Regions from separate parts of the Mus musculus genome. Here regions 1, 2, 3, 5, 6 and 7 are each linked to region 4. Evidence: chromatin contacts called from public HiChIP or PLAC-seq, Micro-C and promoter capture Hi-C data. All regions are on one chromosome and are shown on one strand. The core of a region is the stretch at or near the end of the contact, and the rest is flanking DNA. Distances in the headings are between cores, read along the strand shown.

The links. Promoter capture Hi-C pulls out the DNA fragments that hold promoters and counts their contacts. A called contact is a pair of places that touch in the nucleus more often than the background predicts. HiChIP or PLAC-seq counts read pairs in DNA pulled down with a chosen protein or histone mark.
Region 1: a contact with region 4 is called in a promoter capture Hi-C map of liver, with 2.1 times the contacts expected there. The contact joins the promoter of Psors1c2 here to the promoter of Ehmt2 in region 4. A contact is called at or near these places in 2 of 39 promoter capture datasets (erythroid cells and liver) and 1 of 9 other capture datasets (adipose tissue).
Region 2: a Micro-C map of embryonic stem cells shows a contact between it and region 4. The contact joins the promoter of Pou5f1 here to the promoter of Ehmt2 in region 4. A contact is called at or near these places in 1 of 39 promoter capture datasets (liver), 2 of 484 Hi-C or Micro-C datasets (both in embryonic stem cells) and 2 of 9 other capture datasets (adipose tissue and liver).
Region 3: a FOXA1 HiChIP or PLAC-seq map of pancreatic cancer cells shows a contact between it and region 4. The contact joins the promoter of Vars2 here to the promoter of Ehmt2 in region 4. A contact is called at or near these places in 1 of 115 datasets of contacts at active chromatin or transcription factors (pancreatic cancer cells) and 1 of 9 other capture datasets (liver).
Region 5: a contact with region 4 is called in a promoter capture Hi-C map of stem cell-derived epiblast-like cells, with 6 times the contacts expected there. The contact joins the promoter of Psmb8 here to the promoter of Ehmt2 in region 4. A contact is called at or near these places in 3 of 39 promoter capture datasets (hippocampal neurons, neural stem cells and stem cell-derived epiblast-like cells), 1 of 115 datasets of contacts at active chromatin or transcription factors (memory CD8 T cells) and 2 of 9 other capture datasets (liver and pancreatic islet).
Region 6: a promoter capture Hi-C map of liver shows a contact between it and region 4, with 4 times the contacts expected there. The contact joins the promoter of Zbtb22 here to the promoter of Ehmt2 in region 4. A contact is called at or near these places in 3 of 39 promoter capture datasets (embryonic stem cells, liver and pre-B cells), 2 of 484 Hi-C or Micro-C datasets (B cells and embryonic stem cells), 6 of 115 datasets of contacts at active chromatin or transcription factors (astrocytes, bone marrow-derived macrophages, double positive thymocytes and 2 more) and 1 of 9 other capture datasets (liver).
Region 7: a contact with region 4 is called in a FOXA1 HiChIP or PLAC-seq map of pancreatic cancer cells. The contact joins the promoter of AA388235 here to the promoter of Ehmt2 in region 4. A contact is called at or near these places in 4 of 39 promoter capture datasets (cranial neural crest, erythroid cells, hippocampal neurons and 1 more), 2 of 115 datasets of contacts at active chromatin or transcription factors (bone marrow-derived macrophages and pancreatic cancer cells) and 2 of 9 other capture datasets (liver and pancreatic islet).

What each region holds. Positions count from the first base shown.
Region 1 is chr17:35,531,909-35,535,036 of GRCm38.p6, reverse strand. It overlaps Psors1c2 (psoriasis susceptibility 1 candidate 2 (human)), which reads right to left and starts at 1,836. Exons shown (of 2, transcript NM_020576.2): 1 at 1,743-1,836; 2 at 390-1,138. The coding sequence starts at 1,797. The coding sequence ends at 786.
Region 2 is chr17:35,504,583-35,507,675 of GRCm38.p6, reverse strand. It overlaps Pou5f1 (POU domain, class 5, transcription factor 1), which reads right to left and starts at 1,644. Exons shown (of 5, transcript NM_013633.3): 1 at 1,193-1,644. The coding sequence starts at 1,576. Gm32362 (a long non-coding RNA gene) reads left to right here and starts at 1,939. Exons shown (of 3, transcript XR_385564.3): 1 at 1,939-2,250. RefSeq lists promoters at 1,598-1,867, 1,625-3,093, 1,574-3,093 and enhancers at 2,535-2,777, 1,859-2,867, 2,862-3,093.
Region 3 is chr17:35,666,171-35,669,006 of GRCm38.p6, reverse strand. Vars2 (valyl-tRNA synthetase 2, mitochondrial) reads left to right here and starts at 1,415. Exons shown (of 29, transcript NM_175137.4): 1 at 1,415-1,934; 2 at 2,082-2,163; 3 at 2,252-2,352; 4 at 2,755-2,836. The coding sequence starts at 1,734. It overlaps Gtf2h4 (general transcription factor II H, polypeptide 4), which reads left to right. Exons shown (of 14, transcript NM_010364.4): 12 at 350-397; 13 at 501-579; 14 at 1,005-1,279. The coding sequence ends at 1,177.
Region 4 is chr17:34,897,647-34,900,484 of GRCm38.p6, reverse strand. Ehmt2 (euchromatic histone lysine N-methyltransferase 2) reads right to left here and starts at 1,515. Exons shown (of 27, transcript NM_145830.3): 1 at 1,232-1,515; 2 at 919-1,125; 3 at 569-825. The coding sequence starts at 1,511.
Region 5 is chr17:34,196,916-34,199,767 of GRCm38.p6, reverse strand. Psmb8 (proteasome (prosome, macropain) subunit, beta type 8 (large multifunctional peptidase 7)) reads right to left here and starts at 1,573. Exons shown (of 6, transcript NM_010724.2): 1 at 1,223-1,573; 2 at 388-535; 3 at 86-197. The coding sequence starts at 1,369. It overlaps Tap1 (transporter 1, ATP-binding cassette, sub-family B (MDR/TAP)), which reads right to left. Exons shown (of 11, transcript NM_013683.2): 11 at 2,543-2,852.
Region 6 is chr17:33,914,578-33,917,593 of GRCm38.p6, reverse strand. Zbtb22 (zinc finger and BTB domain containing 22) reads right to left here and starts at 1,418. Exons shown (of 2, transcript NM_020625.3): 1 at 1,321-1,418; 2 at 1-777. The coding sequence starts at 711. Daxx (Fas death domain-associated protein) reads right to left here. Exons shown (of 8, transcript NM_007829.4): 8 at 2,004-2,251. The coding sequence ends at 2,192.
Region 7 is chr17:33,980,031-33,982,857 of GRCm38.p6, reverse strand. AA388235 (expressed sequence AA388235) reads right to left here and starts at 1,366. Exons shown (of 1, transcript NR_033305.1): 1 at 1-1,366.

The DNA.
Region 1 (3,128 bases), core at 587-3,086, 630 kb before region 4:
GCACCCAGAGGCAGAGGTAGGTAGATCTGTGTGTTTGAGTCAGGCTTGCTCTACAGATTGAGTTCCAGATAGCCAGGGCTACACAGAGAAACCTTGTCTCTAAAACAAAACAAACTACTCATACACCCTACGGGTTTACATGTACCACCTAGGGCAGACAAGCCACAGCCATTAGAGAGCGGCAAGCTTTCTCTTTCACAGGAACACCAGAGGAGCAAGACCATGGGTCTGCATACCCTTGTGATGTGAAATTACGTACTTAGCCCTCCTCCCTGCACAAGTGCAAGACAAAAAACACACACCATTTCTAGATCTCTGCAAGCTAAGAGCTGAGAGGAACGCGACTGAATATTTAAAAACCTAAGCAACGGTAAAAAAAGCAGACTAGATTCAGAAGAAAACGTGGCTTTTATTTTTCCATTGGAAGCACCATCCTGATCGACTGTCAGTTCCCAGCTAAGAAAACCAGGGGGCAGCAGAGAGCACAGAGCTCAGGCTCTGCCTAGAAGTCCAGGTCTAGACAAGCAAGAACAGGCTGAGTGAGGTAGGAGTGTGCTTTCTGCTGATCAAGAGAAGCGAAGGGACAACATAATGACTGAACAGGGACCACAAAGTGGAGGGAGGGGGGGTTGCAGAGCATAGACACTTCCAACATAGAACACAATTCAAACAGAGACTGAGGAAGGGAACTAAGGGATTAGGGAAAATTGAGATTCTAAGCGGGCAGCCAATGAAAAAGGTGGGCTTTGGTGTGCTCTGTGGAGGCTCACGTTCCCTAGGGTCCCCTATCTATACTCTTCCTGGGGTGGGTCAAGGTCTGGCTCCTCCTGAGATTCATGGTCCATCTCAGGGGCAGGAGGCCAGGGGTTTTCTGGGGGCTGGGTTCCTGCTGGCCAGGGGTCATCAGGCAGAGGAGGTTTAGGGGGATCAGTGCTTGGGGGCTTTGGGGGCCAGGCACCACTGTCAGGAAGATCTCTCCAGGGACGGTTGGAGCCTGGAGGCGGAGGTTCATCAAACAAAGGAGGCGCCCCAGGCCAGGGATCACCAGGGATTGGGGGTCCCAGAGGCAATGGTGGGGAGTCCTCCTCTTCGTGGGTGTCTGTAGATCCGGGAGAAGGGTCGCCATTGCCTGAAATGCCTGTAGAGGAGGAAGGAGAATAAGAGATACAGTCGCAGAACACTTCCCACCCAGCTTCATACCCAAAGGTTGAGCCTCACTTAGACTAGCACAGCCTGAGCCCCAAAACAGATCTCAGAGTGACCCCCAAAGTGCTCTCCATACATTTCCCAAACACTGAGGCCATCTTCACACGGTGTGAAAGCCCTAGGCTCATCCGGACCACTGACACGATCATACTTCCAAATGGTTCTCTGTTCAACCTTGGTTGGGATACTCCACTGGAACCTCCCCCAGGGTGGTCTGCACTGGAAGTGGTCTTGGCCCCACCTGTCACTCAGGCGCCATCTCTGTAATAACCAGCCCTCAGTCCCAGTGACTCCCTAGGCCTGGTGACTCCACACAACTCTATCGCATCCCTCCACCTGACCCAGCAACATATTCAGAATCAAGGTGCCCCTGCCTGCAATCCCCTGAGCTTCCCCACTAAGGACACTCCAAGAATCCCTTCTGCTCTGCGTTCCTCTTACTCCTTTCCTCCTGGGGGCGTCCCCTCCCTAAGGGTGGGTCATTTCGACCATCTCCATCACCCCAGCTGTGCTCCTGGCCTATTCTGACGACTCACCTCCTGCACACAGGCAAAGGACCAGCAGGCCTAGCAGCTTCCAGGTGAGCATCATGGCTGTCTACTGGCCCCCAAGGCGGGGTGCTCCGAGTCTAGGTGCTTGAGAACCTAAGAGGCTTTATAGCAGAGGAGGTAGAGGGGGTGGCCAGTCTGTGGGGAGGGGCCAGCTCAGCACCCTAAGGAATCCCTACCAGAGCCTAACTGGTCAAACCCGTTTACAAAGAACCTGCCAGTAAGCATCCCTCTTTTCTGTCCCCCAGTCCCGGGGGCCGGGGGCAGCCGGGTCTATCAGTGACCCAGACCCCAGGAGGCTCCACCCTTGTTTTCACACCTCCTCCATCCACACCCGGCAGGAATCAGGACCCACCTGTCATCTTTATAATCACAAGGAAGGCTACCTTTCATCCGTGATAGTTATTGGAAGCCACAAAATGGGGGCAAACCTCGCGTGGGGAAGCTTGGTAATTAGAGGCAGAGGCGGGACGCCTGGGTCAGAAAGCACCCTCTAGACTGGCATCTCAGCCTCGGAGCTCCGTCCCCCCACTCCCCTCTGGACCATGCTCTCTGGCATGTCACCTCAGTCAGTCACTGGGAACTTCCCAGGCAGTGACATCTAAGGAATTCCAGGGGGAGCCACCTGGGTGACGCGGGAAGCCAGGATATCCTGGTTCCTGACCCCATGCAGAGGTGACTGCATCAACACCAAAGACTCAGGAAGAGCTCCCCTCCCCCACCCCTGCCCTTGTAACCCTAGAAATCTTCCTTCTTCAGGATGGCCCTGAGCATCAGGGTCCTTAAGACACACCCACCACCACCACCACCACCACCAAGAGAGATTGCTTCAGAAGGCTTGAGAGTGTCTGGACTACAGCTCCAATCCCCACACATCTGTCCCCACCTGGTCGGTTTGGGATTCTACTTATGGCTGATCAGGGAAACTTGGTTTCCACTTGATAGCCCTGGCCCCAGAGCATCCATCTTGATCCTGGACCATCTCCCTCAGGCTCCCAAGGTTTTAACCCATTGTTACTCTTCCTCCCTCCTCTCACACACAGATTTTTTTTCTTCTTTCCTTTCTTTCTGGTCTACAGAGTGAGGTCCAGGACAGCCAGGGCTACACAGAGAAACCCTGTCTTAAAAACCAAAAAAAAAAAAAAAAAAAAAAAAAGAAAAGAAAAGAAAAAGAAAATGTGAGTGTTTTACATACAAGTGATGCACAGGGAGGTCAGAAGGCATTGAATCCACCAGAACTGGAGTTATAAACAGTTGTTCGACTCCATGTGGTTGTTAAGATTTTAATCTAGATCCTCCGGAAGAGCAGCCAGTGCTTAGGACCACTTAGCCATCTCTCCAGTCCATCCCAAAGCCCTTCTGGAACTGTGCCCT
Region 2 (3,093 bases), core at 395-2,894, 610 kb before region 4:
GGAGCAGGTTGTTGGAGCAAAGGTCCAGGATGGAGGGCTGAGGTGCTCCACAAAGGCTGGCCAACCCAGGGCACAGACAGAAGCAGCAGCCAGTGAGGCACACCTCAATGCCATTTCAATGGAAAAGGATTCTCTCGGCTTCAGACAGACTTTCATCTCCAACTGCTCCTCAAAAGACCAAAACTTGTAATCGCCCTCAGCAGTGTCTTTGGCTTTTCTAAATCCTATTTTGAGGATTTGGGATTAGCTTAACTAAGGTTCAAATCTCTTGCTTCATTAAGGGCCATTTAAGATGTGAGATAAACTATTAATGCCTTCCTAGGGGACTCCCGGCGGCATACAGGACCTGAGATAACACAGAAACTGGCACTTAGGGAGGGGACTCCTGCTACAACAATCGCTAAGCTGTCGGAACTCCCGGCGGGCATCGGTATCCACTCGCACCTTGTTCTTAAGGCTAATTGCTTACACTTGCTCCAGAGTGCTGGCTGTAGGCCATCAGACACTAAGCAAGGCCCGTGCACTCACAGAATGATCTTAAGATGGCCTGGAGATAAAACTCCCCTACCCAAGGGTGTCCCTTTCTTGTTTACAAGGAAAGGTAGAAAGGCTGAAATCGATCAGATCTGCACCTCAGGCACTACAAGGGTCTGCTCGTGTAAAGGTGACTCATGGAGTCTGAGGCTAAAGTAGACAGGCCGTAAACTTGACTGAAGGTGAGCCCTACTCCACACATGGCCCAAACAAGAGCTCCTATCAGCAGCCAGTCACACCCAACCTCTTCAGTAACAATAACTCCAGGATAAGCACCATTTTTTACCCCCCCAGCCATGCCTAACCTTAAGGCCAAGTTCCTGGGTCCGACTGTGATCCAAGTCCCCAGAGGGGCTGATATGTTTTTTTTTTTGGGGGGGGGCTGATTTTCACGCATCACTGGTGTACAGACAGTGATGGCATGAAGCAAGTGTCGGGACACAGGCCAGGCCTAGGTGACCTACATGACAAGGGCCAGGCCGAAACAATCCAGGCCGGTTTCTGATTCTTGCAATTCTGGGTTCTAGTCCACACTGCGTCGTGCTTCTCAGGAGGCCCGGCAGCCATCACCACCTTTGGCAGGCAGGGTGGCTACCCTACATGTTCCCAATTCCCTTCACTGCTGCCTCTGCCAGCCCAGCCAAGTCCCTTCACTTACCTCCTCGGGAGTTGGTTCCACCTTCTCCAACTTCACGGCATTGGGGCGGTCGGCACAGGGCTCAGAGGAGGTTCCCTCTGAGTTGCTTTCCACTCGTGCTCCTGCCTGGCCCTCAGGCTGCAAAGTCTCCACGCCAACTTGGGGGACTAGGCCCAGTCCAACCTGAGGTCCACAGTATGCCATCCCTCCGCAGAACTCGTATGCGGGCGGACATGGGGAGATCCCCAATACCTCTGAGCCTGGTCCGATTCCAGGCCCACCTGGAGGCCCTTGGAAGCTTAGCCAGGTTCGAGGATCCACCCAGCCCGGCTCCAGCCCTGCTGACCCATCACCCCCACCTGGTGGGGGTGAGAAGGCGAAGTCTGAAGCCAGGTGTCCAGCCATGGGGAAGGTGGGCACCCCGAGCCGGGGGCCTGGTGGAAAGACGGCTCACCTAGGGACGGTTTCACCTCTCCCTCCCCAATCCCACCCTCTAGCCTTGACCTCTGGCCCCGCCCCCTGGGTGGGTGGAGGAGCAGAGCTGTGGGGGTGGGAGAAACTGAGGCGAGCGCTATCTGCCTGTGTCTTCCAGACGGAGGTTGGGGACGTCTGGACAGGACAACCCTTAGGACGGGACCCCAGGAGGCCTTCATTTTCAACCTTCAAGGTCCTCTCACCCCTGCCTTGGGTCACCGGACACCTCACAAACCAGTTGCTCGGATGCCCCATCGCACCACAAAGCCTGTTGGCACTGCACCCTCTCGGCCTGTCCTTACAGCCCACTCAGCCATCCTCTGGAGAGCCTAAAACATCCATTGAATGTTCGTGTGCCAATTATTTCTGGGGCCACTCCTCAGTTCTTGCTTACCCACCCGTCTAGAGTCCTAGATATGGGTGAACCCAGTATTTCAGCCCATGTCCAAGGCCAGGACAAGACAGCCATTGCACCTCCAGTCCTCCAGAGTTTAGAGGCTCTACACCATGGGACCCCGAGCCCCAACCAGATATGTCCCCAGAGACCCCAGAGAAGTGCTGGCTCTGCGTTTTCAGAGCACAGTATTCCATCTTGTGTTGTCCAGGTTGGTAGATTAGACACTAACCACCCCCCAACCCCCATAAGACCTGCACCCAGGCTCCATCCCCTCACAGTTAAGGCCGGGGCCTCTTTCCTCAAGATTCTCAGTTCTCCCTCCCCCCACCTCCTCATCCCAGGCTTCCAGCCTAGTTCCTGGGTGGAGAAACCCAACGGGTGGGAGGTGGGTAGAGAGAAGAAATATCTGACTTCAGGTTCAAAGGGGCCTGGGAGGGACTGGGGGAAGGGGGCAGGACAATGGCCTTGGCTGGACAATCCTGGTCCCCAGAGGGGGCAGCTCTAACCCTAAACAAGTACTCAACCCTTGAATGGGCCAGGATGGCTCCCCTGGGGACAACTTCCTGCTCCCCAACCCCCTCCTGAGCCCCAATCCCCTCACACAAGACTTCCCCAGCTCTCCACCTCTCCTCAAAGACAGAGCCTCAGATGGAGATACCCTGCTTCCCTTCCTCCAGGGACTCCGGTGTTCATCCTCGTCACCCACCCCTCCCCCATTCCTGTGCTGGCGGAAAGACACTAAGGAGACGGGATTAGGAGGAGGGGGTGCAGAGAGCCTACCCTGAACTTCCCTAGAGTGGTTTTCTGGGCCCAGTCTGAGGATCCCATTACTGGCCTGGTGCTTAGTTATCTTTGCAAGAGAATAGCCCTCAGAGTGCCTGTCTGCAAGGGATGGTGTTTGTCTGTCTGCTCCTACACCATGCTCTGAACGAAGGCCCCAGGGTGAATCACACAGCCTCAAAAAGCCCAGAGCACCCCACAGTGTACATAGCCAGGACAGAGTTCTGAGCCTGGGCCCAGCCCGCCTGAGCTGTTGGCTAGGGTCAGTGGC
Region 3 (2,836 bases), core at 166-2,665, 770 kb before region 4:
AAAAACAAGGCAAGACTATGGAGAGAACAGATGCATCATAGAGGGACTCGCAGGAGGTGCACCTGAAAGTAACAGTAGAACAGGCCTGGGTCTTGTCAGGCTTGTGGCTAGGAGAACAGAGATGCTGTTTCAGTGACATTAGCTCAGATGACTTTCTACATTCTTCTTTTTTAAAGTTTTATTATACATAAGTACGCACCAGAAGAGAGCGTCAGATCTCATTACAGTGGTTGTGAACCACCATGTGGTTGCTGGGATTTGAACTCGGGATCTTCTGAAGAGCTGTCAGTGCTCTTACCCACTGAGCCATCTCGCCAGCCCGATTTTCTACATTCTTGTGTTTTCCTAGATAATCCATTTCCTAAGGACAAGGGCACATCCAGTGATGCTCAAACAGGTATGACTGGGTACCAAGACTCAGGGGGGCTGGCAGCCTGGGCACCTAGCCGCGAGAGGATGGATGAGAAGCCAGGTCCTATAGCCTCACCCTTGTCCTGCAGAATCCTGTGCTGCCCCCCACCATAACAGACCAGATTCGGCTGTGGGAGCTGGAAAGGGACAGACTCCGGTTCACTGAAGGTGAGTGGCTTCCGCTGACCTAATCTCAATCATTGGCTAAAGAGGTAAGGCCAGCAATTTCACGCAAAAGTTTTGTGCATTTCGTATTTGTTTCTCAAAAGGGAAGGAGAGGAAGACTGATCTTTTATTTTGGTATATTAGTAGCAGGAAATATGTCCCAAATCAGTGCAGTTTGAATTAAGCTAGGTGAGGGGATAAGAGGCAGGGTAATTCAGTCTTCTCTTTAGGTGGGTTTGCGTGGCTTTTCTTGTGGATTCTGCTGTCTTTTCGAGTGTCTGGATGCCACAGGTGTTAAAGTTGAACAGTCGACTATCCGTAGAGAATTAGTCCTAAGAACTGTGGCCTGCAGCCCCTGCCTGCATGCTGCTTGGAGGGGCAGAGACCACTGCAGCCCCTCACCTCCTGCCTGTCCCACCCGACCCCAGGCGTCCTGTATAACCAGTTCCTGTCGCAAGTGGACTTTGAACTGCTGCTGGCCCACGCGCGGGAGCTGGGCGTGCTTGTGTTCGAGAACTCGGCCAAGCGGCTGATGGTGGTGACGCCGGCAGGGCACAGCGACGTCAAGCGCTTCTGGAAGCGGCAGAAGCACAGCTCCTGAGCCGGCCAGGTCCAGCCCCGGGCGGGCAGCTTTCCAACTCAGATGTATTTTGTTTACACACCGGGATATTTCTTGTTTAATAAAATTATGGAAAAAAATCTACGCGGCTTCAGACGTCTGCCGGCGTTTCCCTACCCAACGCAGTGATACCCGCTTCTAGCCAGAAAGCCGGAGGAGCGAGAGTCTTTTACGCATGCGCCTGCGTGTCCCCGCCCACGCATGCGCGCGCACCTCGCCATGCACCTATCGGCTCTGAGTTCGCCGGGACGTTCGAGTTAGAGGCGCATGGCCGAGGTTGCGGGGGTGGGGGTGGTCCCAGGCTTCCGAACCCCAACCTTCGTGTCCGCGTCAGTGCCCGGTGACGGGCAGAGCTCCCGCCTTCTCTGGACGCCCTGGTTTCAGTGATTCCAGAGTGCTGTCCACACCGTGCGCTCCGCCCCTAGGCGGAAGGACGTAGAGTGAGAGAGGGTCCTGCGGATGGGAGTGAAGGGTTGCGACCTCCTGCATCCCATGGCCTCGTAGTGAGCAGACCTCCATCCCTTCCCAAACACTCCCGATGCCTCATTTGCCTCTGGCCTCTTTCCGGCCACCGCTCTGGGGGCTGAGGCCCTCATGGGGTCTTTCCAGGCCCCAGGCACTTTGTACACAGCCGGAGCCCCACGGCTCCCCTGTCTCTCGGAGGAACCGTGAAGCCAAACAGAAGCGCCTGCGCGAGAAACAGGCGGCCCTGGAGGCTGGGCTAGCTGAGAAGAGCAAGGTCAGGGGTCAGTCCTTGGGTCTCCCAAGACTTGGGAAGGGGCTGAAAGAGACTGGCGCAGGGATCCAGATGACTGTGGTGTATTGGGGATTGCAGCCTCCACCCCCACTCCGCAACACACACACACACCCTGTTTCCTCCCTGCAGATACCTGCAGTGCCCACTAAGGCCTGGAGTCACAAGGAGGTAGTATTGTATGAAATCCCCACCGGGCCAGGTGAAAAGAAAGGTAAAGTGTAGGGTGTGTTTTGCGATGTTGTTGCTCTTTGGTCTGCTAACATGCAGTTCAGTAGTGGATCTCTGTTCTGCTTCCACAGATGTTTCTGGGCCCCTGCCTCCTGCTTACAGTCCCCAGTATGTTGAAGCGGCCTGGTACCAGTGGTGGGTGCGAGAGGGCTTCTTCAAACCAGAGTATCAGGTCAGTGCGCGGCAGAGGGCTTCTATGAGGTCCTTAAGACAGAGTGAGTGGCCCTTGAACTTGGTGGGCACAGGCTAACTTCACAGTTGATGTTTATTTCTTTCGGCCCCTGGTTTTCTTTTTGCCTCCCCCGTGTTGGATTTCAATAATAATAATAATAATAATAATAATAATAATAAATTTGAGACACTGTTTCTCCACGTAGTCCTGGCCGTCCTGGAACTCTGTAGACGAGGCTGGCCTCAAACTCAGAGATCTGCCTTCCTCTGCCTTTTCACACGTGTGCCACTACACCTGGCCTTCTTGAAGTTCTTTTTGCCCCAAGGCACCAGAGGGTGCTGTTCCCCTAGGCAACAGCAACAACTAGTTCTCCCTCGCCTCTGACTTCCTCATTCCTTCCAGGCAAGGCTGCCCCAAGCTACAGGGGAGACCTTTTCCATGTGTATCCCACCTCCCAATGTCACCGGCTCCCTGCACATTGGCC
Region 4 (2,838 bases), core at 266-2,765:
CACACACACACACACACACACACACGCCTCCGCCCACATTCTGTCATTATGTGGCCTTCCCAGGGAAGAGTTCCCAGTAAAAACTTTATCTGGTTTGAGACTGGTCTCAAAGTAGGGATTTGAAAAACAAACAAACAAACAAACAAACAAACGAACAAACCAACCTCCCTAAGCATTTGTTCAGAGGCAAAAAACAAAACAAAAAAAACACAAACTTGGGAAGGCTGATCCTGCCCAGTCATTTGTGTAATTAGGACAATAACTATATAATTAATTCTACATCTGTCAGTCTCCTCTGCTGACCACCCCTCCCCAAAGAACACAAACTCCAGGAAGCCGACAATTACTCTGCTCACAGAGGCCCAGCCCAACAGCTGACACTTGGTAGCCTATTGGTAAATTCGAAAAAAAAAATCTGAATACAAGAGGTCTAAGGCTAAATCCCGGAAGAAGGAAAAAAAAAAAAAAAAAAACCCAAAAGAACAAACCACCAACAAAAACAAAACAAAACAAAAAATCCGACCCAGAGACTCCCCAAGTCTCTCCACCCCAACTTCCACACTCTCACCTGTCCGTTGCTAGGTTTGGACATGGTTTTCCGGGCTCGGTGCACTTTGGGCTGCCCCTCCTGGGCGGCAGTTGTTGCCGGAGAGGGTTCAGGCCCAGCAGTTGCAGCTCCCTGGGCCCCGGGCATGCTCAACAGCCTCATGGCCAAACTCTGGACCGAGGGGGGCGACTTTCCTGCCCCTGTCATTGACATTTTGGCCCGACTGGGACAGGCACCCCCCTTGCTGGGGGAAGAGGGGAACGACTTTGTGGCATGGCCTAGAAAAGAGGCAGGCAGAAAGGGGGTGCAGGGTGAGCAGGCATGCAGAAAGCCCCTCTGCGCCCCGTCTCCCTCACTCCCCAGTCTCTCACCCAGCACGATGCGACCCCCATCTCCCTCCAGGCTCTCGGGTTCGTCCCCGATGAGTGATGCGGCCCCGACAGGGGTGTCAGCCCCCTCATCGCCGACGGTGACAGTGACAGAGGCCGGAGAGGAGGGGCCGGCAGGCTCCAAGGAGTCGGGGTTGGCCTTGGGAAGGGTCTCCTCACTCTGAGGGGTGTCCCCCAAAGAGCTATGAACTGTCGGGAGGGGAAAAGAAAAAGTTCAGGGCTGAAAGCTCCCGGGATCCCGTGTTGGGGGTGGGGAGGGTGGAGGTCCGGTCGGGCCTGCTCCTGCTGCACTCACCTCTCTCGGCGGCTCCTCGGGGCTCCTTCTCCAGCAGCAGCGCCCCCATCTCAGCGGGGGCCTCCCCCTGGGAGGGGAGACAAGGAACCGGGGGGCCGGTCAGCCCGGCAGGCAGCTGGGGGGCCCAAGACGCCTGGGCCCTGGGCAGCGAGAGCAGGCTTCGGGGCCTACCTCGCCCTCGGTGGGCGCCCCCCCGACCGCGGCCGCGGCCGCCCGTGGGGGCCGCACGCCCCCGCCCCCGGGCCCGCATCAGCCCCCTCCCTCTCGGCAGACCCCGCATCTCTGGGGCCGGGAGCAGAGGAGGGGGAGGGGGCGGGGCCTCCGCGCCCCGGCCCCGCCCCCTCCTCCCGGCTGCACGCGCCGCTCCCCCTTTGTCCCCCAGGCCGCGGGGACCCCGGCCACCAACCCCTGCAACGCCCGCTGCGCCCCAGCCCGGCGGACGGCCCCTCGCGCCCCTCGCGCGGGCTCCCGGGGTCGCGGTGCCCACCGCCCACGCAGGGGCAGCGGGCGGCGGCACGTGCGACTCGGCGCCCACTCCCCCCACCTCCCACCCCCTGGTCCCCTCATCCGCCCCCGGTGTTGGCCCCCTGGTTTGCTGTAAGTTCGGCTCGGGCCCCCCGGCCCCGTTGCACCCCCGGAGCATTGCACGAGCGCGCGCTTCCCCCGGGCGCGCGCGCGGGCATGCACCCGCCTCTCCCCCTCCCCTTCCGCACCTCGGCGGCCGCCGCCGCAGCAGCTCCCGCCGCCGCCGCCATCGCCGCTTGCGCGGGGGGCCGAGCCGGCGCGCGGCCGCCCCGGGTCACGTGGACAAGGAGGGAGGGCGAGAAGACGCCTTAAAGGAGCCGCTGCGGGCCTCTTGGCCATTTTTGCCCCCCAGAATGGCCCTGGAGGTCCAGAACTGGGGCCTGTAGGGGAGAGGGCGTTCGCTCCTAGCCTGGGCTCCGCCGGGAGCAAGGGTGAGGCTCGACTGGGCTGTGGCTTCCCTGTCCCCGCCCGGTTTTGGGAACACGTGTAGCCTGAGCCTTTGCAGCTGCCGCGTGTGCCTTTCCCGTTCTGAGCCGCCAGATAGAAGGCTGGGACTATATCAGTTTTGAACTTTAGTGCACAAGAAGGGGCGACAGAGACTCACGGAAGACACCTTTACTTCTGGGTCAGTGTGCTTTTGGAAATCTGGGGGAAGTGTCTTCGGTTGCACTAGATATGTCAACTGAATGCAGCGGAGACCTCAATCTATTGACAGTAACTATTTCTGCCCAAATACTTCTCCATGGAGGGGGGGGGTCATGGTCCAGCAGACAGCTTAAGTATGATGGTAGACACAGCAAGTATACAACCCTGAACACTATCGAGGGCACCATCCCCCTCCAGGCATTAAGTCCTAGCCAAAGCTTGAAAATGCCTGTATGGTTGCTCACACAATATTGGACAGACAGGTACTTATGTTACTGGGCCCAAGGCCAATTCGGCATCTTATGGGAACTGTAGTCCTCTTTGGATTAAAAACTTTTCAGAGCTTTCTGGGAATTGTAGTCTTCTAGGTAATCAACTATAAGTTTAGCTGGTATTTCAACTTTCCTTAAAACTTGAGCAAAAATATGCAACAGATG
Region 5 (2,852 bases), core at 324-2,823, 700 kb after region 4:
GATCACCCGATGGGGGTGTAAGTGACCTGGGACATGGTGGGGACGGGGGAGGGGCTGAACAAATGAGATGATAAAACCGGCCTACCTGCACTCCTTGGCCAACAGCCTCTCCCAGTACTGGCAGTCGGCTGCACAACCAGACATGGTGCCAAGCAGGTAAGGGTTAATCTCGATCACTTTGTTCATCCTTAAGGAGCCTGGAAGAGTTTTGAGATCAAAGAAATGAGCCCACAGCTCCCCACCCACCCCTCACCCCCCATCCCACCCCCACCCTCAGTGTGCTATAATGCCAGCTCTGTCTGAACTTCGGCCCAGGCCTTCTGCTCTACTGAGGGAACAGCTCCACGAGTCGGACCATTGGAGCACACATGGAGCACACATACTCACTAATGTAACTCCCTGCAGTGGCCCTGGAGTCCACAGCCACGATGACGCCATGCTGGAACTTGAAGGCGAGTGTGGTTGTGCCGTGGGCCATCTCAATTTGAACATTCCTTTCCTGGTCACCACCAAAGGACCTCAGGAATGCGGTGGGCTAAGAGATGCAAGAGGCAGAGGGGCACCTCAGTGCTAGGAGGCTCCTGGCAGGGTGGCAGAGTGAGGAGGGGTCTGCAGACTCTAGATGTCAGTAGCTCCGAAGAAAGAAAAGCAGGATTTAAGCCCACCAGCTTTCTGCTTTCCAGCACGTGGGAACAAAGGTCATGGTAGGCGACTTCAAGGTGTTTCCTAATCCGTGGCTCCTTTGGTTCTCGAAAGCACATTTTAATAACTTGCTCTCATTTTACAGTAGAGGGGCTTGAGACCTAGGCCATCTAATGTGTCGTAGGACACACAGGGTGGGTTGCTGAGACCAAGTAAGGCCACCAAAGTTCATAGGTCTTCCAAGACAACTGTACAGCCCCTGTAGTAGTTAGCAGTGAGTCTGTGGAAGGCATGGTGGTCTGTGCACTGTGTCTTGGGATTGGCACCAACCATCTTCTCAGTCTCGCTGTCTCAACTCCGTGCGTGACTCTCTCTCCTTCTGTCCCTCCCCCACCCCTTTCTCCCGCCTTCCCATGCCTTAATCTCCACGTTGGTTCTTCAGGGCTAGCCTCGATGCTGCTCTCCTGGACGGCCCCTCCTGGCGTCCTCACCTCCTCAGACCCAGGCAGACACTCCTTCCTCTGTGCCACCCACCACCACCCACCTCCTGCATCTCTCCAGAACGCCCTACAGTCCTCACCTGCATTCCCCGGGGAAGTGCGAGCTCCGGAGCTTGCGCGGAGAAACTGTAGTGTCCCGGGTCCGAGCGACCCCCGCTTCCCGCATCCAGGGCAGCCCACTCGGGCCGCTGCCCCCGAGCGGCACCGCACAGATCCAGTAACGCCATGACCACTTGGCCCCGAAGATCCGTCGACTCTGCGACAAGGAAGTGAAAGCGAAAGCCACAGTACCAAGGGGAGGGAACCAGTCCCCCACCCCCATCCCCTGCCCTTTCCGAGTAGAGCCCAGTTAATGGGTGTCTGAACTAAAACAATGTGTTGGGGACGAGTTTTCCTGCTGCCACATCAGTGAAACCAGCTAGAGAATGGGCTGTGGGGTGGAAGAAGAGGTGCGCCTTCGGAGGCCGCCTAGCAGTGGGGTGCGTGAAGACCCACAGGCGGGGGACGGGGGGGGGCATCTTCTGGGAACAGCGGAGGACTGAATAGGGTCCTATCTCCTAAAGAGGTTGTCTAGAACGTTGGAACCTGAGAGGAGTATTGAGCAGATCCACCTAGGCGTGCGTCCTGGGGATGGGGGCAGCACTCAAATAAATGAGCATCATTTTATAGAAACTGGAAAATGCGATAAATGGATGCACAGGGGTCTTTAGGTCCTGGGACAACCAGGAAAAAACGGAGAAAGACGAACCAAGGAGAGGACTCAGTCGGGCCTTTTCATGTGTCCCTCCTAGGGCCCCTCTTGGTTCAACAGTCTCACTACCCTGAGCCACCCACGAGGACGCGCCCTTGCCCGGGGCTGCTCACGTCGCGCAAGTCAGGGCTGCGCGCTCCTTCCTTGAATCCTCAACCCCACCTCTTCTTTGCAACCTTTATGGACATTATCTGCCCAGGAACTGCTGACGTCACACACCGGGCCCTCCCTGAATGGAAGAGATTTACTGGCTAATCCTATCCATTTCATTGAGATTATCCCGGCGTGTGCCGCTGAGGAGAAGATGAAAGAATCTGAACGGGCGGGCGAGGTTATCCAGTCTGATTTTCTGGGGTCCCCACCCGCGGCGCTACCGCGCTTCCTCCAGCCTCAGCGAGGAAGAGAAGGACTCCAAGATGCAGTTGCTGCTGCCTTGGGGTGCGGAGAGGGAGGGGCTGCCGCCCGGTCCAGCTCAGCACTAGGAGTCCGTGGGTGAGCAGTAAAGAGAAATGAGAGCCCCAGGAAATAAAAGCTGATGGACCCAGAAGTAAAACAGAATTCTGAAGAAGAACGGGACACTGTCCTGGGGGGGGGGGGGGGGCTGACTAACTCAGCTAGGACTTTGCGGGAGCTAAGAAACGGGAGAAGCCACAGTACAAAACACCAGTTTTATTACAAATATCAAACACCCATAGAACACCCAAATGCCAGCCTATGCCTTTGGTTAATTGCAAGCTGCTTGTCCTTTCTCTCTGTACACTTTGGGCGTTTCTTCTCATTCTATCACAACGCCACATAAACCAGGTTTGTGTGTGCATGCTGTGATACAAGCTCAGCACCGGGAGGGTGGAGACCGGAGATTTAGCAGCTCAGTGTTGGTGTGAGGTACCTGAAACCCCGTCTAATAGGGAGCGGGTCGGGGAAACACATTCGTGGTAAATTCCGGGTATCTCCTAGAG
Region 6 (3,016 bases), core at 169-2,668, 980 kb after region 4:
CCGACGGTTCCCACTACCTGCTGCTGAGGCCACAAATGCATCCTGGGAGGTAGAGGAGAAATCAGTCGACTCCCGGGGGCTGAAGTAGTTGCTACTGCTGGGAGACTGATTCTCACTGGCCCTGCTGGAGGTATGGGAACGGACAGAGCCTACGGTGGCAGGGGCGACAGTGCCCCCATTCCCTGATGGGACACTGGCACAAGGGACAGAGACAGAGGGGGCTGCAGCAGTAGTGACAGTGGTTGTAGTGGCTGCGGATCGACCCTCCCGAAGGAGTTCAGTGCACTTATCCACAATGTGCCACATCTGGAGGACCGACCCCACTGTGAGGAAGTTGACAATGTCCGCAGCAGCCATGCTGAGGCGGCCCGTGTAAGCTGAGGCCAGGACAGTCTCAAAAGCGCCTGGGTCCATGACGCTTGGCAGGGAAATGGAAGTCATGCCTTTCAGTAGGACCTGGTCGTGGAAGTAAGGAGAGGAGGCAGCCAAGACGGCCCTGTGAGCGCGGAACTCCCGTCCCTGCACGCGGATGGACACATCACAGAGCTGACCCTGGAGCCGCTGCTGGTTGAGGGATTCCAGGAGGGCACTGGTCACCTCAGGGAAGGACACGTGTACCACTGCAGCTGCCGGCAGAGGCAGTGGCGGTGGAGCCAGTGACAGAGGCAGTGGGAGTGTGGCCCCACTGGGTGACAGAGCAGACGGCTCCATGCTGTGGAAGGAGATACCCCCCCAGCCACAGGAACAAAGGAAAGAAGAGGGCGGCCGGGGGGGTCTCTAGGGAAAAAAAAAAAAAAAGAATAACAGCATTTTGAAAGCATCACTGATTTTAAGCCATCACAGTATTTAAAAAAAAAAAACAGGTACCCCTGTCAACCCCATGGTACAGACGGGGCAACTGAGGCTCACTATTAAGTAAAACATCCAATCAAACACCACCAAACCGCAGCGCTAGCAAAGAAAGTATTCCAAGTTTAGTACTCTCGCTCCTGGGTCAGGAAATAGGGGGCTCTCAGGGAAGGGGCGTCTATCCTAGTCTACGGCTTCACTCTCAAAAGAACGCCCCCTCCTTGGTGTTGCGTACCGATTTTCTTGGGGTGAAGGGGTGTTCTCCACAGTTCTCAAGCTCCTCCCCCTAGAGCCCCCAGTTGATCCCGACCCCGCCCCTTCAGGACCCTCCAGGGCTCCGCCCCCTGGATCCCCGACCCCGCCTCGTGTTTGCCCCCGCCCCCGAACCCCGCCCCCCAGTCCTCCCCAATCGCGCCCTCGGACTGTTCCCCAGCCTGAGGGGGGCCCCCAGCCCCGCGCGCCCCCGCTTACCTGGCCGCGCGCCCCCGGGCCCCCCCCCTCACTCCGCGACCAGAGCCGCAGCCCCAGCCCCTCCCGCCGCCATCTTGTGCCGACTCCCTCCGCCTTCCGCCTCCACTCCGCCTCCCGGACCTGCGACCTTAAAGGCGCAGGCCAGCACCCCTCCTGTGCCGCTGGGCAAAAGTCGACCGACAGCGACACTTTTCCTTTAAAGAACCGGCGCTTCATTCCGCCTTAAAGGTACCAGGTCCCGTCTGCGGCTGAGGACTCAGGAATTGGTTTGGCCGAAACCTTCGTTCCCCTTTAATCCGACAAGCCTACCTTGTCTCATTGACCAGTGCTGGCTTCCGCTTCCCAGGCTCCACCCCGAGCTCTGGACGTTAGCTTGCTCGCGGGATCTAACAGCCCTTTTCCCAGCATATGAGAACCCCCCAAGCCCCGCCCCCCTCCTCCAGGCCTGGATTGGCCAAATCACCTTGAGTCAGCCCCTGATTGGCCTTTTCACTCAGACCGCTCAAAACGAGAGAGGAAAGCTGCTTAAGAAGGCTTCCGAAGCACTTATCTTTAAAAGTGCCTAGGGGAAGAAGGCTCAAGGAAGGGTTAAGGATGAGGACGCCCTAAAAAGAGAGCCAGGATAGAAAAGGCAGATCCAGGTGACAGCTGTCACAAGAGAAAAGGCAAAGTAAAGGAAAGAATACAATAAAAAGAAATTCATTGTTTATTAATGTGTCTGTGTAAAACTTAAAACATTTTGATTTTTTTTTTTTGTCAAAAGAAACACCATCAAAACGGGAGGAGCTCTGTCCATCTTTTACTCCATCATCTTCCAACAGCCATACAAAAAACCTTCTGGATGCAGGGAGCACGGGGAGCATGGGGCCTGCTAATCAGAGTCTGAAAGCACGATGATCTCCTCCGGGTCGCACTGTGTGGCCACACTGGTCTGCAGACAAGTCAGAGGAGAAAGAAGGGTGAGCCAGGCATGGCGGCTCACGCCTTTAGTCCGAACACTCAAGAGGCAGAGGCGGGCTGATATCCGAGTTTGGGGCCAGCCTGATCTACTACATACAGAGTTCTGGGACAGTCAGGGCTACATAGAAAGACCTTGTCTCAGAAACAAAACAAAGCAGGATGGAAGGCTGGAAGATGGCTCAGCCACTAAGCACGCAGCTGCTTTGCAGAAGACCCGAGTGTTGTATCCAGTCTCACATGGCGGCTCTCTGCCTTCTCCGTGACTCCAGATCTATAGGATCAGACGCCCTCTTCTGGCCTCCATGAGCACCAGACACAAATGTAGCACATAGGTATGCATGCCAACAAAACACCTATTTACATAAAATAAGTCTTTTTTGTTTTGTTTTACATGGTCTCACTATGTAACCTTGACTGTCACTGGGTAGACTAGACTGTGGCCTTGAAGTTAGAGAGACCTGTATGCCTCTGCCTCCTGGTTGATGGGGTTAAACCTAAACACACACACACACACACACACACACACACACACACACACAGCCAGTCTTTGAGACTTTGTGTGTTCTTTTTCCTCCCCTTTATCCGCCCCCATCACTAGATAGAAAAGAAAGGATAGACAGGAGAGACAGGATCTCTGATTCTAATGTCTCTCTTCCTGTTTGTTCTTTGAGCAAGACTACTAACAAACCACAACCAACCCCTGTACTACCACCAACCATGCTTCCTGGAAGGTGGG
Region 7 (2,827 bases), core at 117-2,616, 920 kb after region 4:
TGTAGGCTTCCAGCAGAAGTCATGGCCCAGAGCAAAAAGTGGGAGGGGCTCCTGCTCAAATATTCTGGTTTACACCTGTGTCTTCCTACCTCAAAGAAAAGGATCAGAAATTGATTTTCACACTTCAAATTAAGCAAAAACACCTCACAGATGCTGCCCTCCATTTTGAGGTTTTAGTTAACCCCACATGTAGCTGACATCAAAGAATCATCACCATGGTCCCTGTCCGAGTTCTGGAACTGCTCTCTGGGGCTTTGCAGCTCCTTTTAGCACCCATGGCTCTGCCTCCTGCCTCCCCTCTTACAGGGAGTTTTCTTCCCACGGCTGGAAAAGCACGTAAAGTTCTTCTGGATGTAGTTTGATGAGAGCAGGGCGGCCTGAGACCTGAGAGCCCTGGAGAAGTGCAGATAGGAAGGAGGCCCTGGGGCAGCTCAGCAGCCTGGATCCCCTTTACCCTCAGCTCTGTGGGTTCAGACGCTGTCCTCTTTGTTTCTTCCACCAGGCGGCGCTGTTGCCCAAGAATGCGATGCTTCTCTTTCATCTTCAACAGGTGAGACTCTGGAGGGTCTGCAGTGGGAGGGAAGATGGGAAAGGGGACACCTTTCTCTGCAGGAATGCTCTGGATGTTGGGATGTCATGGGCTGTTACAAATTAGCATTCAAACGTCTGAGTCGAATTTATCTTGTTCATAGGGAATCAAAAACTCACATCAGCTCAAGTGCAAAGATGAGCACACACTGTGTCTTCTTCCTGGGATGAGGCTGTGACCCACTGGGCATGGTAGGTTCATAAAATGAAATATCATCTGTATTTTTAATTTTATGCTTTTTGACAAATTGTCATTTCAATACACTCTATTTCAACCATCTTTTCCTGTCCTGTTACAGAGCGCTCTTCATTGGCTGGTGGGACAGTGATGTCCAAACATTCCTGTGCCCTCCACTCCTGTCCTCACACTCTGGATGTGTAGGAGAAAGAGAAGGAGTATTTTTCAAATCATATTTTTAAAATTTTATTGTCATGAGATGTAATCATTTTTGTATGTGAATATGTATGTGCACTAGCACTAGCATTCGATCCCTGGGAACTGAAGTTGCAGATGGTTGACAGCCACCATGTGCTGATGGAACTCACCCTGGATCCTCTGCAACAGGAACTGTTACAAACGCGTTCTCTCACACCCGGCCAGGAAGAACACAACAACCAGAATCTTCTGCGGCAAAGCTTTATTGCTTACATCTTTATGGGGCCAGAGCGCCAGAGCGCGCGGGAGAGCGAGGGCGCGCCAGAGCGCCGAGTCCTATTGTTACATCTTTAGGCAGCGAGAGAGCGCAAGGCGCGCAGAGCCAGAGAGATGCCAGCGAGAGAGAGATGGCGGAAACCCCCTCCCTCTTTAAGGAGAACTATATTTTTGCTAGGATGCATCACTCCCTGATTGGCTGCAGCCCATGGCCGAGTTGTAGTCACGGGGAAGGCAGAGTACATGGGGGGAGGAGTACCCTGGCACATGCGCAGATTATTTGTTTACCACTTAGAACACAGGATGTCAGCGCCACCTTGTGACAGCGAATGTGGGGCGGCTCCCAACAAGGAACACGTGCTCTCAGCTCTGAGCCATCTCTCCAGCCACCACTGGAATGTTCACATCAAAACCACACAGCTGATCCACAGCCTGCTGCTGAGCACATGAGAGAAACTAGAGGCCCAGGAAGAGACAGTGTCAGTGCATAGCTCAGGAGGGAGGGGAGCTGGGCACTGATGGGGAGAGGCCTGAGGACAGAGACAGAGAGGGGCTGAGCAGGAGGGGACAGAGGCAAAGGGGGAGACCTAACTCCGCAGAGTCCCCTGTTGGAGGGTATCTCTGTCAGATTGCACTGGACACATCTGCAGAACCCTGCTGGTCTCTTCCATTTCATAGTGAACGCTATGCTGGTTTGAATGAGAACAGCCACACGGGCTCATAGGAATGAATCCTTCATATCCAGCAGATGGAACTCTTGAGAAAGATTGGAGGTGTGGCTTGGTTGGAGAAGTGTCACTGGGCTGGGCATTGAGGTTTTAAACATTTCCAGGCTCCAGGCACCTGCGTTTGGCTGTGCCTGTGGTCTGGCTGGACTTTAATGGCGTAGGTTGCGGAAAGCTGGACCAGGGACCATTATAGAGCAGGTGAACGTGCAGACCGCCATTGCGCATGAGCAGGAGCTGCTCAAGATGACTGACAGGCGTTTCAGGAAGTGCATCAGGAAGCCTGGGGCTCCTTGGACAACTCTGAGCAGGAATGCATCACCATATGCATGGACCGTTACAAGGACGCCTTGAACACTGTGTCCTACGCCTACAACTCTCGACTGCCACTGGAACAAGCCAACGTGTGATCGACACCTGTGCTTTCTGACAGTGCTCTCAGAAGACAGCAAGGACCAGTGTGAGTGCAGGGACATGGCTGACCCACTGAGCTGTGACCTCATGAGAGAGCAAGCCAATGAAGCACTGATGGGAGGGTGGGGAGGAGCGACTCCCACTGTTCCCAGTGTCTCTCCTTTGGTATGCAGATAGATGTGTGAGCTTACACTGTTCTTGTACCATGTCTTTCCTCTGCCGTCATGGATTCACATTCTCTGAAAGTAGAGAACAGATTAAAAACATTCACAACTTGATGGGGTCCCAACGTCTTATAGTCGTAGAAAAGTAACGAAAGCCAAGTGTGATGACACAGGCCATTAATCCCAGCAGACAGGCGAACTCTGTGAGTTCAAGGCCAGCCTGATGAACATGGTCATCTGTGGAGACCCACCTTGCCTTATAAAAACAGGATAAAACAGAAGAA